Regions from separate parts of the Culex quinquefasciatus genome. Here region 1 is linked to region 2. A link is a contact called in public Hi-C data. All regions are on one chromosome and are shown on one strand. The core of a region is the stretch at or near the end of the contact, and the rest is flanking DNA. Distances in the headings are between cores, read along the strand shown. Region 1 holds the start of LOC6048478 (BLOC-1-related complex subunit 5). Region 2 holds the start of LOC6052936.

Region 1 (6,974 bases), core at 2,317-4,816, 160 kb before region 2:
CGCTCCAGCCAGACTCAAACCCTCTTCTTGGTTCTGGTGTTCGTCTCGATCTTCGGCGTCATCATAACCCACGCGTACATCATGACCAAGGTTCCCGTCAGTGACGTTTGCGGACCGTTCCGAGGCAACCAGTACATGTACAAGCTCTTCATGGAGGGCATCCTCAAGCTAAGGCAAGAGCACATCTTCTGGAAAATCTTCGTCTACGTCACCAAACCGGCCATCATCGGCGGCGTCCTGCTGACCATGGGCGTCATCACGTACTACCTGCGCGCCAAATCTAAAGCTCAAATCGCCAAAGTCAAGCTTCTTAAAGAACTCCTGTGCATGGAAGCAAAAGATAAAGAGTTCCTGTTGGCAAACATTAGCAAGATAACACGTGGAAAGGAGTGGAACTTTGACAAGGATTTGCTGAACGGGAGGAAGAACAGTGCCGACAAGTACTACAGCGATCCGAGTGCCACCTGGCGGTACGCGGACAGTCCCCGCAAGATTAGCGGGAACTCGGTGCTGCACGCGGGTGATGAGGAGGGTCCGACCAGTTCCGGCTATCAGCGTAAGTCGAGGGGGTCGTTTTCTGCGGATTGAGGATTTGAAGTTCTGATTTTTTCTTCAGGCATCGACGAGTTCACCGAGGAACGAGTGCGGATGAGGCGGTTTTAAGCAGCGATCGCGGAATGTTTGCTTCCTAAAGTTATGTATCTCCTTAATGAAATTAAGACACGATAGAGTTCTGAGGCAACTCAGTATTATGCGATATTTATATTTATTTTACACGTTATCCAATACATTTGAAAGTGTTTCGCACTTAAAAGCGACGTTTGTGTTGAGAATAGAGAAATTCCCTTATTCATAATGACATATAAACTGAATCATTCAAAGTGCACAGTACATGTCTGCCGAAGCTAGGATGCTGACGGAGCCTTTCAACCAAAACCGCGTTTGTTTGAATACTTCTTTCCTTTTGGATGATCTTCCCAAATCAACGAAAATGATCATAATCTTAACTGATTTCATTTAGTAGGAAACAAAAATGTTGCAAGTGTATCTTGAACAATTTTTTACATTTGTTGGTGGGCTTGTGTGAAATATATTTTTCTGACCATATTTATCCTACAAGTGCCTTCTGTCCTTCTTTATGAAGTCCGCATTAGAAGAAACCAAGACACTGAAACGTTAACTAATCTAACCTCAGTTGGATGTTGTCTTTTTTGTTTGTTTTGTTTGTTCGAAAATCAATATTAAGATTTTTTGGCAGTGCTGCCAGATTGTAATTATTTTTGTTAGAGCCATTCAATTTTTTGACCTCAGACAATATTTATTTCTACCACTGTTCCTCTTCAACCCCCTTTTTGTTTACCTATCTGTCAAAACAAAAACACGCCAAATTGTCTTCTCAGCACGCCATCAAAACATTCAGTCTCGTTCGCGCTGCCTGCCACACCACAACAAAAACACCAGACCAACCTCATCGCATGAACCCCCCGCGGCGGATTCGTTCCGGAGGCCCCGACCGGCCTCAACGATGACAAAACGCCACCGCCTGTACCTGCTGTTGACATTGGTCGCCCTGCTAGTCCTGCTGATATTCAGCACCAACTTTTACTTCATCCGGTGGCTCGCCGTGGACCAGGAACATCCCGTTCCGGCGCAGGTTCACTCGAGAAGTTTGGTTCCAGCGGTGAATGAGAGTGATGCATTGATGAAGGTGGTGGGACGGACCGCGTCGATTCAGCTGCTGGTCGAAACGCGGGTTGTTAAGTTGAAGACGGTGTTCAAGAACCGGAATCCAAGGTACGATCCGGTGAAGCGCGGGTTGGTGAGGTCGTTTGGAGCCAAAGGGTACAACATATCGACGGTGTGGAAGATTGCCAGCGGGGTGAGTTGGTTCAGGTTCGGTTTGGGGCTCAAGAATGATCGACGGTTTTGTTTTAGTGGCCCAGTGGGAATGAGATCTTCCCTCAGAAGGATGAGAAGATTGGGAAGGTGATACGGGCTCTCCAGGAGGCCCAGATTCTGCGGGCCAGGAATACTCCTCGGGGAACGCAGCTGAAACTAGTCTTTGATTTGGCCGGGAAGCAGTCCGTTCTGTTCAAGCCGAGCTGGTACGGTAGAGATGCTAGGCTTGAGGGCCCGGTCTACTCCGGCAAAGATCGACACAACTCCGAGGTCGTGGCGTTTCATCTGGGAGCGATTCTGAACCTGCGGTGGACTCCGATTGTCGTGGGTAGGAAAGTCTCTCTCACGGAGATCTACGCAATAGCTGACGACGAGCTGCGAGCGACGATGATCAGTAAAATCACGCTGAAATTCTACATTTTATTACCTTTTTACGATCAAACCTTATTTTTAGAAAACGATACGCGACAATGTGTCTACGGAAAGTGTCATTACTGCCGGCAGAGCGAAACCGTTTGTGACAGCTCGGAAGGGGGAACCTTGGAGGGGGCTTTGCTGCTGATCATTCCGGGAAAGTTCGCCAAGTATCGATCACCCTGGCAGCGAACCTACCAAAACGGGGTAAGTGCTGAATGGGAGCGGAACGATGGGTACTGCGCGAAGGTCAAGGAACAACTTCCGCTGGAGCGATTGCTGGACCTGATCGACGCAGCGGTGTTCGATTTCCTGATCCAAAATGGCGACCGGCATCACTACGAGACCAGGGAGGATCGGGTCTTGCTGATGGACAACGGGAAGGGCTTCGGGAACGCGTTCAAAGATCACTTTGACATCCTAGCCCCACTTTACCAGTGTTGCATGTGAGTCCAACCGCCAAACGTCAAAAATCTCAATTCTGACAGCTGTCAAACCATTTCAGGATCCGCCGGACCACGTGGGAGCGCCTTCTGATGTTCTCCGGCGGTGCCCTAACCGAAACTCTGCGCGAGTTGAATCAAATAGATCTGTTGAACCCCCTGTTAACCAAAGAGCACTACATCGGCCTGGAACGCCGACTTCTGTTGATCTACGCCACGGTAGAGCTGTGCCGCGAAAAGTATGGCAGCAAAATTTTAAAATAAAACATTTTAAAACCAACCAAAACCCCATCTTTATTAACTCTGACAAATCTCCTGCTTGTACATCAGCTTGAACCCCCGTCCCACGAGCTCCTCGTTGGACCGGAACGGCACCACGATCGGCCCGCCGCTGTCGTCCACGACCGGCGCGTTCTGACCGTAGTCCTCGCTGGTGGCACCGTCGTTGAGCCGTTCGCCGCACAGCCGCAGATAGTTGAGCGCCACAAAGTCGTCCGGACAGTTGTATATCTCAACGCCAGCTGTATTTGGGCGCGTCAAGCTGGCGCCATCTTCGTCAAAGTTGACCAACTGAAACGCGTTCTCCTCGCCGTACTCGTTCACGTTCGAAAAGGTCGTCGAGCAAAAGTTGGGCGTTCGTCGGATGCAGATGGCGTAGTTGAGGTTGTTCTGAAATGAAAGTAATCGAAATTGCGATCCGATTGGCAACACTTGACCAATGGTGAAAGCACGCAGCCAAAGTGTCAAACACAGTGCGGAAAAACATCGCAGGTCTGAATTTTGACAGGTTGCTGTATTTTGTTTTGTTTTGTTTACGTATTGCAGCCTTCAGACGACTGCAAAGTGTTTATCACCGTGTTATCAGTGTTGGGAATGAAAAAATAGTTTTTCGTAAAATTTTGATTAAAATGAAGATTCTTTGAGATGTTTTGTGGTGCAATGAAATTTAGTGTTTGCTGATAGTTTGACTGAAAAGTGCTGTCAAGGTAGGAACAAACAATAACTTGATTGAACTTGATACAGTTGCAGCAGTAATTTATGTTTAGTTATTGATTAAAGGTTTACAATGTTCTTTAAATATATTTTACTTAAAACTTGTAAACAGAAACTGACGTCAGCAGAATAAACTCTTTGTTTACAAATTCATTACGTTTCTTTTGATTTGCCTTGGATTACCTTTTTATGTTTATTTATGTTTTTAACAAAAACAATTGACAGTAGCCTTTAAGTAAAAATGTAATAAAAAATTTGCTTTTATCAGCTTCCATCAGGTCTTATTGAGAACAGGTCAAAACTGACATCAGTACAGAATCGACATCAGGCGGTAAACTGACGTCAGGTCAAAACTCAAATCAAACCAAAACTGATATCAGGTTAAAACGTATATCAGGTCGAAACCTACATCAGGTCAAAGCTGACATTAGGTCAAAGAAGTCATCAGGACAAAACTGACATTTGGTTAAAACTGACATCAAGTCAAATCTGACATCAGGTCAAATCCATCATCAGGTCAAAACTGACATCAAGTCAAAACTGACATCAGGTTGAACCATCATCAGGTCAAAACTGACATCAAGTCAAAACTGACATCAGGTTGAAATTGACATCAAGTAAAATCTAACATCAGGCTAGAACTGACATCAGGTCAAAGCTGACTTCAGGTCAAAGATGTCATCAGGTCAAAACTGACATCTTGTTAAAACTGACATCAGGTCAAATTGACTGACGTCAGGTTCAAACTGCAATGAAGTCAAAACTGACATCAGGTCAAAACTGACATCAAGTCAAATCTGACATCAGGTTAGAACTGACATCAGATTAGAACTGACATCAGGTTAGAACTGACATCAGGTAAGAACTGACATCAGGTCAAAACTGACATCAGGTTGACATCTAATTAAAATTGACATCTAGTCAAAATTAAAATCAAGTCAAAACTGACATCAGGTTCCATCTAACATTAGGTCAAACTAATCTTTCAGAACTTACCAAGTATCCTGGCTCCCTGCGCGTAACAAGCACCGAATGGTCATCGTAGTTGAAGGATTTGATGTAACCATTTACCCCAGTGAAGTACTGTAAACACCCTTCGGGTGCTTGAAGCTCTGAAAGCTTAAATTTAAATGTTTTCATTTATAAAGATCGCAAAATTGCGATTCCAACTCACTTGAATAATTCTAATATTGAACGCCTTCGGCTCATCCGAGTTTGAAACCGCTGTCAAGTACAAAAAGTGAGAATACTCTCGATCCACCTGTAGGTACACTGAACAAAAACGTAGCATTAATTTCACGTAGATTTCACACGGGAAATCATGCCCAACTCACAGTGCTGCCCACTGTTGATCCCGCACAGGATCGGATACGTTCGGTGAGTGTTCTGCACCGTCACGATCAGCTGATCCTCCAGACAGTTGCCCTCCCGCGGGGGTCCCATCTCGAAGAAGATGAGCTCCAGCAGCACCTGGCGCGTGTTCCAGCGCAGCGCCACCGTCAGGCTGCACGTCAGTTTGGTCCGGACCGCCGTCGGATAGCCCGGACTCTGGAAGTAGCTGATGTTCTGGGCCGTCTGGTCGTTGCATCCTAATTGGACTTGAAAAAGAGGTTTTCAAGGGAAACTAGTTCGAATAATAGCAAGCACAACTCACAGACACAGCAAACTCCGAACCCTCCGGCACACACATCCATCGGAACTCCACCCAGCTGGCTGCACTGCACCTCGTGATAGCAGATCCCTTGCAACGGACTGCCCAAATTACCCTGCCGTGCTACGCACGGAGCATTCTCAAAGTTGACTACGTTGAACAGGCTAAACAGTGTCAGCGGAGACTTGAGCTTCTCGATCACCCTGGACTCGGTCGAGTTCGGCACAAAACTGTTCAACAGCAGCTTCTTCAGTCGATCACCCAGCAAGTCCAGCGTCTGCTCGACCCTCGTCGGAGGTCGCATCACGTTCTGGACGGGTGAACTCGCGAAGGTCGTTACGTTGTCCTTGACGGCGAACCAGGTTCTGTTGCCACCGGTAGAAACGACCACCAACGGAATGGACGAATCCGCTTTGATGTCGCTTTCGTCGATGCTGTTGGCGCCGTAACTTGCTGATGCAACGGGAGGTTGTGACCGCGGTGGCTGTGACTGTCTAGCGGCCAGTTTTGGGTCGTACCGCAAGCCGTACTCCACCTTGTAGTCGATGTACTGCAGCTGACTGCGACCGATAATGTCTCGCAGGCGGAGACGTTCCGACGGCATGTTTTGGAGACCGCCATTGTTGGTTCTGATTAGTTCTAGAATTTATGGAAATTTTCCCAAATAAACTTTTTTTAAATACCTAATCAATCTTATGAGACACCGACACCGACACACACCGATCTTGTTGGTCGATTGTGTTTCTCTCTCATATTAACTTTCGATCTCCCATTAAACATTGCAACAATTTCTCCACTCTGATAACCATTGAACAACCGCTGTGGCTTGACCACGCTTGTTCACACGTGAGTACGCTTCGCAACATTTTTTCATCTAATTCTCAATCAAAAACAACAAGCCAACAACCCTTCCCCAACCCTGTCTTAATACCTGCCACATCCACCCCGGAACGGTTCACCAACAGTTCCACCTGATTGCCGATCAACTCCCGCGCCAACAACTCCTCTCGATCACCTTCGCCGTCATCTTCCTGATCCGCTCCACCGATTTCATTCTCCTGCAAGAACCGTCCATCTTTGGCCAAACCCACCGCCAGGACGGCCAAGCCCAGCCCAACCAACGGAAGCCACTTCCCCATCACACCTTGACGCGTTCCGAACCGACGCCAAACTGATTGCGACACCTGTCCTCAACGCTCATTTTTTCCTGTCATCAAAAAGAGATGAGCTGTTCCGGTGCAATGTTTCGGCAGGGAGAGGTACAGTGGGACCCGGGTGGTCTGACAGTGACATTCGACAGATTAATCGTCACCACACTGTTCGAATTTGTCAAACAAGCAGGGTTATACTGTTTCTAGAGGCAGTGATTTCCGGATGATAGTGTTTGCACCAAAAGAAGCCAGAAGAGGGGCTCTGATGGCCAATTACAAGCTGAAGCAGGCCGTGACTTATGGTTGGTGTTGCAGAGCAGATCAGCATTCGGTTGCTAGCATCGCGATGGAAGTAGCTCTCACCTTCAGATCGTCATCGTGGTGATCTATTAGCGCAAGCGTTCGTACACAGCAAATTTTGGA
Region 2 (6,968 bases), core at 2,478-4,977:
GCAAATCAAGTTTTAGTAACAAAAAGCGAAATTAAAAATCACCAAAAAATATTATCTACAACTTTGCCGGATCGATCAAAAAATTCCTTCAAAAGATACTGATTTTTAATTTTTATATACACTCAAACCCCGATGGTTTGACACCAACTGTTGTCAAACGAACGGGGTCACGTTTTAGTTTGACACCCCTTTTACACGAAGTTCACACACACTACCAAACGTTTGTTTTGATAGTGTGCGTGAGCGCTGTGTAAAAAGTGACAGTTCGTCACTTTTTAGTTTGACTTTGACCAACCAACGGGGTACAAACTAAAAAAGTGTCAAACGAAACAGTGACCAACCACCGGGGGTTGAGTGTATTATTTTTGTATGGACGGCTGCCAAATTTGTATGGAAAATTATATGGAAAAACTAATGAAGCTAAATGGATTCTTTGGGTATACCGAAGGCACCAAAAAAGTTTAATCCGGCAATTTTGTCAACTGAAACTTCAACTAGAGCAATTCTCTACGAAATCAGTATTATTTTTTTTTTATTTTTTTGTATTTTTTAATCCGACTGAAACTTTTTTGGTGCCTTCGGTTTGCCCAAAGAAGCCATTTTGCATCATTAGTTTATTCATTTAATTTTCCATACAAATTTGGCAGCTGGTCATACAAAAACGATGTATGAAAATTCAAAAATCTGTATCTTTTGAATGAATTTTTTAACCGATTTGTTGTTTTGGGCAAAACTGTAGGTATAGATACGGACTACACTGAAAAAAATAAAACACGGTAAAAAATAGGTGATTTTTTATTTAACTCTTTGTCACTCAAACTTGATCAAACTTGACTTGATCAAATGCCAACATTTCAGAAATTTCCAGGTTGTGCAAAAAATCTTTGACCGAGTTATAATTTTTTTAATCAATACTGATTTCTTAAAAAAAATCAAAATATTGGTCGCAAAAAATTTTCAACTTCATTTTTGTTGTAAAATCAAATTTGCAATCAAAAAGTACTGGAAGTGAAATTTTGGTAAGAGGCACCGTTTTCAAGTTAAAGCCATTCTTAGGTAACTTTTTAGAAAATAGTCGCAGTTTTTTCATGTTTTTAAATTAGTACACATTTTTGCACACTTTTGAAAAAAATATTTTTGAGTAGCTGAAAAAATTCTCTAAGTTGCTGAGATATTGCCATGCAAAGCTTTAAAAACATGAAAATTTATGTTATCTAAGTCTTACCCAAACAACCCATCATTTTCTAACGTCGATACCTCAGCAACCAATGGTCCGATTTACAATATTAAAATATGAAACATTCGTGAAATTTTCCGATCTTTTCGAAAACAATATTTCCAAATTTTTAAATCGAAACTAACATTTCAAAAGGGCCAAATATTCAATGTTACGCCCTTTTAAAATATTAGTCTTGGTTCAAAAATTTTGAATGTATTTTTTTCGAAAAGATCGGAAAATTTCACGAATTTTTCATATTTTAACATTGTAAATCGGACCTATAGTTGCTGAGATATCGACTGAGAAAATATTTTTTCAAAAGTGGGCAAACATGTGCACTGATTTAAAAAAATTAAAAACTGCTACAATTTTCATAAAAGTTACCTAAGAATTGCTTTAACTTGAAAACGGTGCACTTTATCAAAATTTCACTATGGTACTTTTTGATTGCAAATTCAAATTTACATCGAAAAATTCAGTTAAAAATTTCGATTTTCCAAAAAAATCTGGATTGATTCCAAAATTTATAACTCGGTCAAAGATTTTTGCACAACCTGGAAATTTCAGAATAGTTGGCATTTTATGGCCCATAAAACATATATACAAAATAAAAATAGTGATTTTTTGCAAATCAAGTTTTAATAACAAAAAGCTAAATTTTAAATCACAAAAAAATACCATGTATCATTTTTTTTCGGTGTAGTCCTTATCAATTCCTACAATTTTTCCGAAGTCACCAAATCGATCAAAAAATTCCTTCCAAAGATTAAATTTTAGTATTTTTATAAATCATTTTTGTATGGACGGTTGCCATTTTTTCACAAAAGCTTATTTTCCCAATATCTGTTTATTTTTTGAAATTTTTATGTGTTTTAGGGGACAAAAACTACTCACTTTAAAGTCATAGAGAAATATCGTCAAATATTTTGCTGTGTGATATAGTGATTTCTGGGAAAAAAAATTCATACATATGTACAATCTTTTGACCTAATTTTTTTAATTAATCAGATATTTTCATAAATTGTTTCGTTTTCAAGGTATAGTCACTGTAAATTCGATTTCAGCGTAATATTTGAAGTTAGAGCGTCCAATTTCCCGTCCCGGGAAAAAATTCCGGGTATTTCCTGAAAAAAAAAATATTTCCCGTTTCCCGGGAAATTTCTAAACTTCCCAGGAATTCCCGAAATTCAAGCGGAAATATACATTTTCCTAAATTTTTGGAACTATTTTTTGAAATTGCTCTGAAAAAATAATAAATGAACAAACTCAACAAGATTTTGTTCAATTAAATGTACTGTTCGGTTTATATATAATTACGCTCTGTTTGAAGTTATTCAATTTTTAAAAAAAGTTTGTGACCATTTCTGATTTTTTCTAAGGTTCAGAAAATTTGCTATAAAGGCAGCAGTCTATCGTGCTTTTTGAAAAAAAGCTAACACTCACTGTCAGCAGAACAGACTGCTTCGTAACAAATCCACACTGGCTCATAGTGTCCGAAAATATGGGCTTTTATGTACAAATTTTATGTACAACGGTAAAAAACACGATTAAAAAACATTTCTGATCACTTTTTTGACAAGACAACATCTTAAGATGGGTCAACTATGGTCCCCTTGGAACGAGCTGTCAAGTAGGATGCTTTCTGTCAAGAAGGGCTTCGATTTTTTTTTGAATCGATAAAAAAATCATTTTAGATCCTATGCGGTCGTACAAAGGGTTATTGTATTCAGAAAAATAATCTTCAACGTTGTAAACAATAATACTACCAATTTAAGCTTAATTTTGGGACCCAATTGGTTTCTTTGATTGAAATTTACGCTGAAAAAAAAGCTCACCTTAAAGGATAACATTTTACGGAATTCCTCTTTTTATGTAATTTTACCTGTACTTATGACAAAATACATAAAAAAAATACACCCACGTTTTCGATTTTGAGTCGACGTTTTCGATTTTGAGTCGAACCACACACATCAGGGTGGGTCTACGACGATTTTACTGAAAAAGTTCATTTCTAGAGCCGAATTGTAGGGCTTCTTGAGATCTGATCTGATTTTTAATATTTAATACCGTAACGTGATGTTGATGATGTTTATTATTGGTTGAAATAGTAGAGTTTTCCTTCATTAAATGCATGACTGAGACAATTTGTTAGGTTCTCCGACCACGTATTAATAAATCTGCTGAATCAATGGTATCATATTCACCCTTTTGCTGACTCATGACATGTGGTTATGAAATCCGTGGGTTTATTTATTTAATCAATGTTTTTAACCCTTTTGACAAGCCTTGTACACAAAATATTCCTTATGAATAATGCTAAATTTGGACTGAGATTCGTAGTTAAAAAAATATTACATCAAAACTTCCGCACCACTTTCAGAACTTTAAAAACGCGAACCGAAACACCTTGACCATAGACACTGACTGACTCAAGGTCCCCCACTGCAAGGTGGTAGGAATGTTTTGGAAGAGTTTATTTCGCTTGTTATTATTCCAGCGCTCCAGTGTTTTGCTGTTTCATGTTTTCTTGACAGCTGATGCTCCTTAAAAATCATCGCAGCAGTATGACAGTCATTGCACTCCTGACACTTTTGCTGCATGGGTCTTTCTATGAATCTGTGTAACGGACGGACGGACGCAGCCAGTATTGTTACCATAGCGGTGAGGTTTGTTTCGGTTGGAAGTTGGACGAATAGAGAGAATAACTATTGTTTAATCATGTGCTTTGTAATGTTTTGTAAGTTAGATTTTTAGTTAGTAACTTATTAGCACAAAAAAATACTTTCGTGTACTAAGTGTGTTGTTTCGAAAAGTTCCTTATTGTGTGCAAACCTAAGAGGTAAGTTGCATCTTTTTTCAGTAAATGTAAACAGAGATGTTTTGTCGACGTTGTGTTGTTGTAACTGTAATTATGAGTTTACTCAACGAAATCTTGCTTGTTTACAGTGTATTCCAAGGCAAGGAAGCTTTAGATTCTTTAAAAATCTATAACGTTAAAATTTCTCCTTTGAAGAAATATGTATCATTCAAAAAAACCTGAATTCAATCCTATGTTGAAGACCGATTACATTCATTATTTCAGGTCAAATCCGATTGCAAATTTTATCCTTTTGCAAAAAAAAATAAGCAAAGAAGTGTCGCGTAAAGTTTTGGATTCGAAATACTGATCTTAATCAAGTGATAATGCAATCTTGTCACACGTGCTTTTTTGGTTACATTGAGTAAAGGGTGCCATTTTGTATAATTACCTATTGACCTTTAATTCAGGGGCTTGTTTTCGTTGGACGAACTGAGCCCGAAACCTAAACATGAGCTAAATGAGATTTAAGCCGTTTTATAAACAGCCAAACTTTTGCAGCATTTAAGGAAACAAGTAGAATTTTGTTAAAAAGAAAAAGTTTGCTGACATTTAAACACTCGTGCGTTCGGGCAGTCATGTTCACCCTATTTTATCATACAAATATTCTTACTTTTGGTGGAATTGTCCCAATTGGTCGCTTCCGGTGGCAAAATATCCAGGCTGTCAGAAGTCGAAAAAAAACCAAGAATTTCAAGAAAATCATGGTCCAAAAATTCATAAATTTTTAAAAATAAAAAAAAACTTCTGAAAAAATAGGAAATTAAAAAAATTAAAGAAGGAATAGACGAATCCAATTTGAAATGGCCGCTAGGTGGCCAATGGTGTTAGAAATGACAGCTTCCATGTATTTTAATATGGGAGCTCAGGAAAACTCAATTTTTAAGCAATAAAATGATTATTTATGATAAAAGTATTGATTGATTAGGTGCACAAAATGTGTCTAGAATAATATCAAAATAAAAACTGTTCGAAAAATTTGCAATCGAGATAAGTACATCATTCGATTCAGCAGGAATTTTGGGCACCAAAACTATATAGTTTTCATATGTTAAGTGTTTTATTTTAAAAGAAAATTAACAAAAAGTATGAAAATCCAGACATTTAGTATGGGAGCTGTCAAATCTCTCACCATCAATAAGCAGCGTGGAGCTTTTGCTGGATTTGTCTATTAAAAAAAGCATGTATTTCAAGAAGTGGAGTAACCGACGCAATTAGTGGTACACAATGTGTTTCATTTGGAGCGAACTGTCAAACTTCCACACAAATCGGGTGCTACATTTGAGAAAATAGAAACAAATCATCAAAAAAAAATTATAACTTCAAATATTAAAAGAATTTAAGAATTCTAGAAATTCAACAAATTTAAGAAGATCTAAGAATTCAAAACATCAATTTAAAAAAATCAAGATATTCGAAGATTTAAGAAGTTTTGAAATTTTTCTTAAAATCAACAAAGTAGCTAAAATAAAAAAAAATATAAATTTTAAAAATAAAAAAAAACCAATTAAAAAGACATTCAAGAAACTTATGAAGTTCATGAAAAATAAAAAAAAATAGAAACAATTTAAAAGATATTCTAGAAACTTCTGAACTGCCGCTCGAATCTAGTCCGTCCCATATGTAAAAAGTGAGTGCTGCGATAACGCCATGTGAAGCTCAAAAAATGTTACACCTTTTTTACATTTTTAATCAACAAATTTTCAATAGTGTTTTCAACAATTAATTCAATACTGGTTCAAAAAATACACCTACCCCAAATTTAACTTTAAAAAGCTAAAATTTACAGGTTAATTTGGTAAATTTTCGTGCTGGGACTGACCTGACTTTATTTGTCCACCAATAAAGGCAAGTCTGTCAGGTTATCAAGGTAGGCTTAAACATTTACAACAGAAATTTACCTGTCATTTGTTGGTTTGTTGTGGTAATTTTTGAAATATTTTATATTAAATATCTAAAAGTATGTTGATTTCAGGTTAATCTTATATGACGAATAGTTTTAGTAAAATTCCTGAGTATGAAACTTTACCCGGGACAAGACAGTCAATTTCTTTCGCTGCCGTGAGAGGAGATATATGAATGCACGTCTCAGCATATGGACCCTTAAAATCTGCGTTGGAAGATAAACCTCATCCAGAACCAGGACCAACCAACCAATAAGGAACATAACTGATTTTTTTCTTAAATTGTTACAATGGTATGTAGTTTATATTCTAACCGTGGTTGTCACTTGCATGAGGAAAAAGGCAGAATGGGTATCAAGTATTACTCTTAAAAATCTATGAATATTAATTAAATATCAACAACTACAGTATTTTTAAGTTCAACAGGCTCTTAGAGACATAATCTGTGAGTTGTTTAAAAAAATACACATTTTTTATCGATTTGTGAGACATTTCTAAACAAGAACTGACTTGCCTTTATTTTGCATATGGGACAGCACACAAGTCATTTTTATTTTGGAATTTCTAGAACAAACATGACTTTTTTATTTAATAGGCTTGAAGTAGGTGTTAAAACAAGACTTTTGTCGGGTTTATCTTAAAATCGATAAAAATACATATGGGACGGACTTGCTTCGAGCGGCAGTGAAGTTCATAATCAAAACAAAATAAAATATTCAGTGAATTCAAGATGTTTAAGAAATGCAAGAAATTCAAGAAATTAGATGATATTAAAGAAATTCAAGAAGATTAGGAAATTTCAATTTATGTTTAAGAAACAAAAACAAAGAAATTCAGAGAACACAAAAAAAATAAAAAAATATAACGAACATATTCAGGAATCTGAATTTTCCTTTAAAAATTTAAAAATTCCAAGAATTGAAAAGACGATCTTAAAAAATCTTGGAATTAACGAAGTTGAAGCCCAAGAAATGGAAAACAAAAACAA

Evidence for each region. Hi-C and Micro-C count contacts between places; a contact is called where the count stands out from the background.
Region 1: a contact with region 2 is called in a Hi-C map of whole body, with 6 times the contacts expected there. The contact joins the promoter of LOC6048478 here to the promoter of LOC6052936 in region 2. A contact is called at or near these places in 2 of 2 Hi-C or Micro-C datasets (both in whole body).

What each region holds. Positions count from the first base shown.
Region 1 is chr1:100,947,180-100,954,153 of VPISU_Cqui_1.0_pri_paternal, reverse strand. It overlaps LOC6048478 (BLOC-1-related complex subunit 5), which reads left to right and starts at 3,566. Exons shown (of 5, transcript XM_038255156.1): 1 at 3,566-3,742. LOC6048477 reads right to left here and starts at 6,623. Exons shown (of 6, transcript XM_001865353.2): 1 at 6,332-6,623; 2 at 5,404-6,039; 3 at 5,084-5,347; 4 at 4,924-5,021; 5 at 4,746-4,868; 6 at 3,025-3,425. The coding sequence starts at 6,539. The coding sequence ends at 3,054. LOC6048476 (glycosaminoglycan xylosylkinase homolog) reads left to right here and starts at 1,384. Exons shown (of 4, transcript XM_001865352.2): 1 at 1,384-1,879; 2 at 1,936-2,293; 3 at 2,354-2,759; 4 at 2,819-3,042. The coding sequence starts at 1,526. The coding sequence ends at 3,020. It overlaps LOC6048472 (transmembrane channel-like protein 5), which reads left to right. Exons shown (of 6, transcript XM_038251636.1): 5 at 1-556; 6 at 617-815. The coding sequence ends at 663.
Region 2 is chr1:100,783,699-100,790,666 of VPISU_Cqui_1.0_pri_paternal, reverse strand. LOC6052936 reads right to left here and starts at 3,727. Exons shown (of 8, transcript XM_038266873.1): 1 at 3,575-3,727.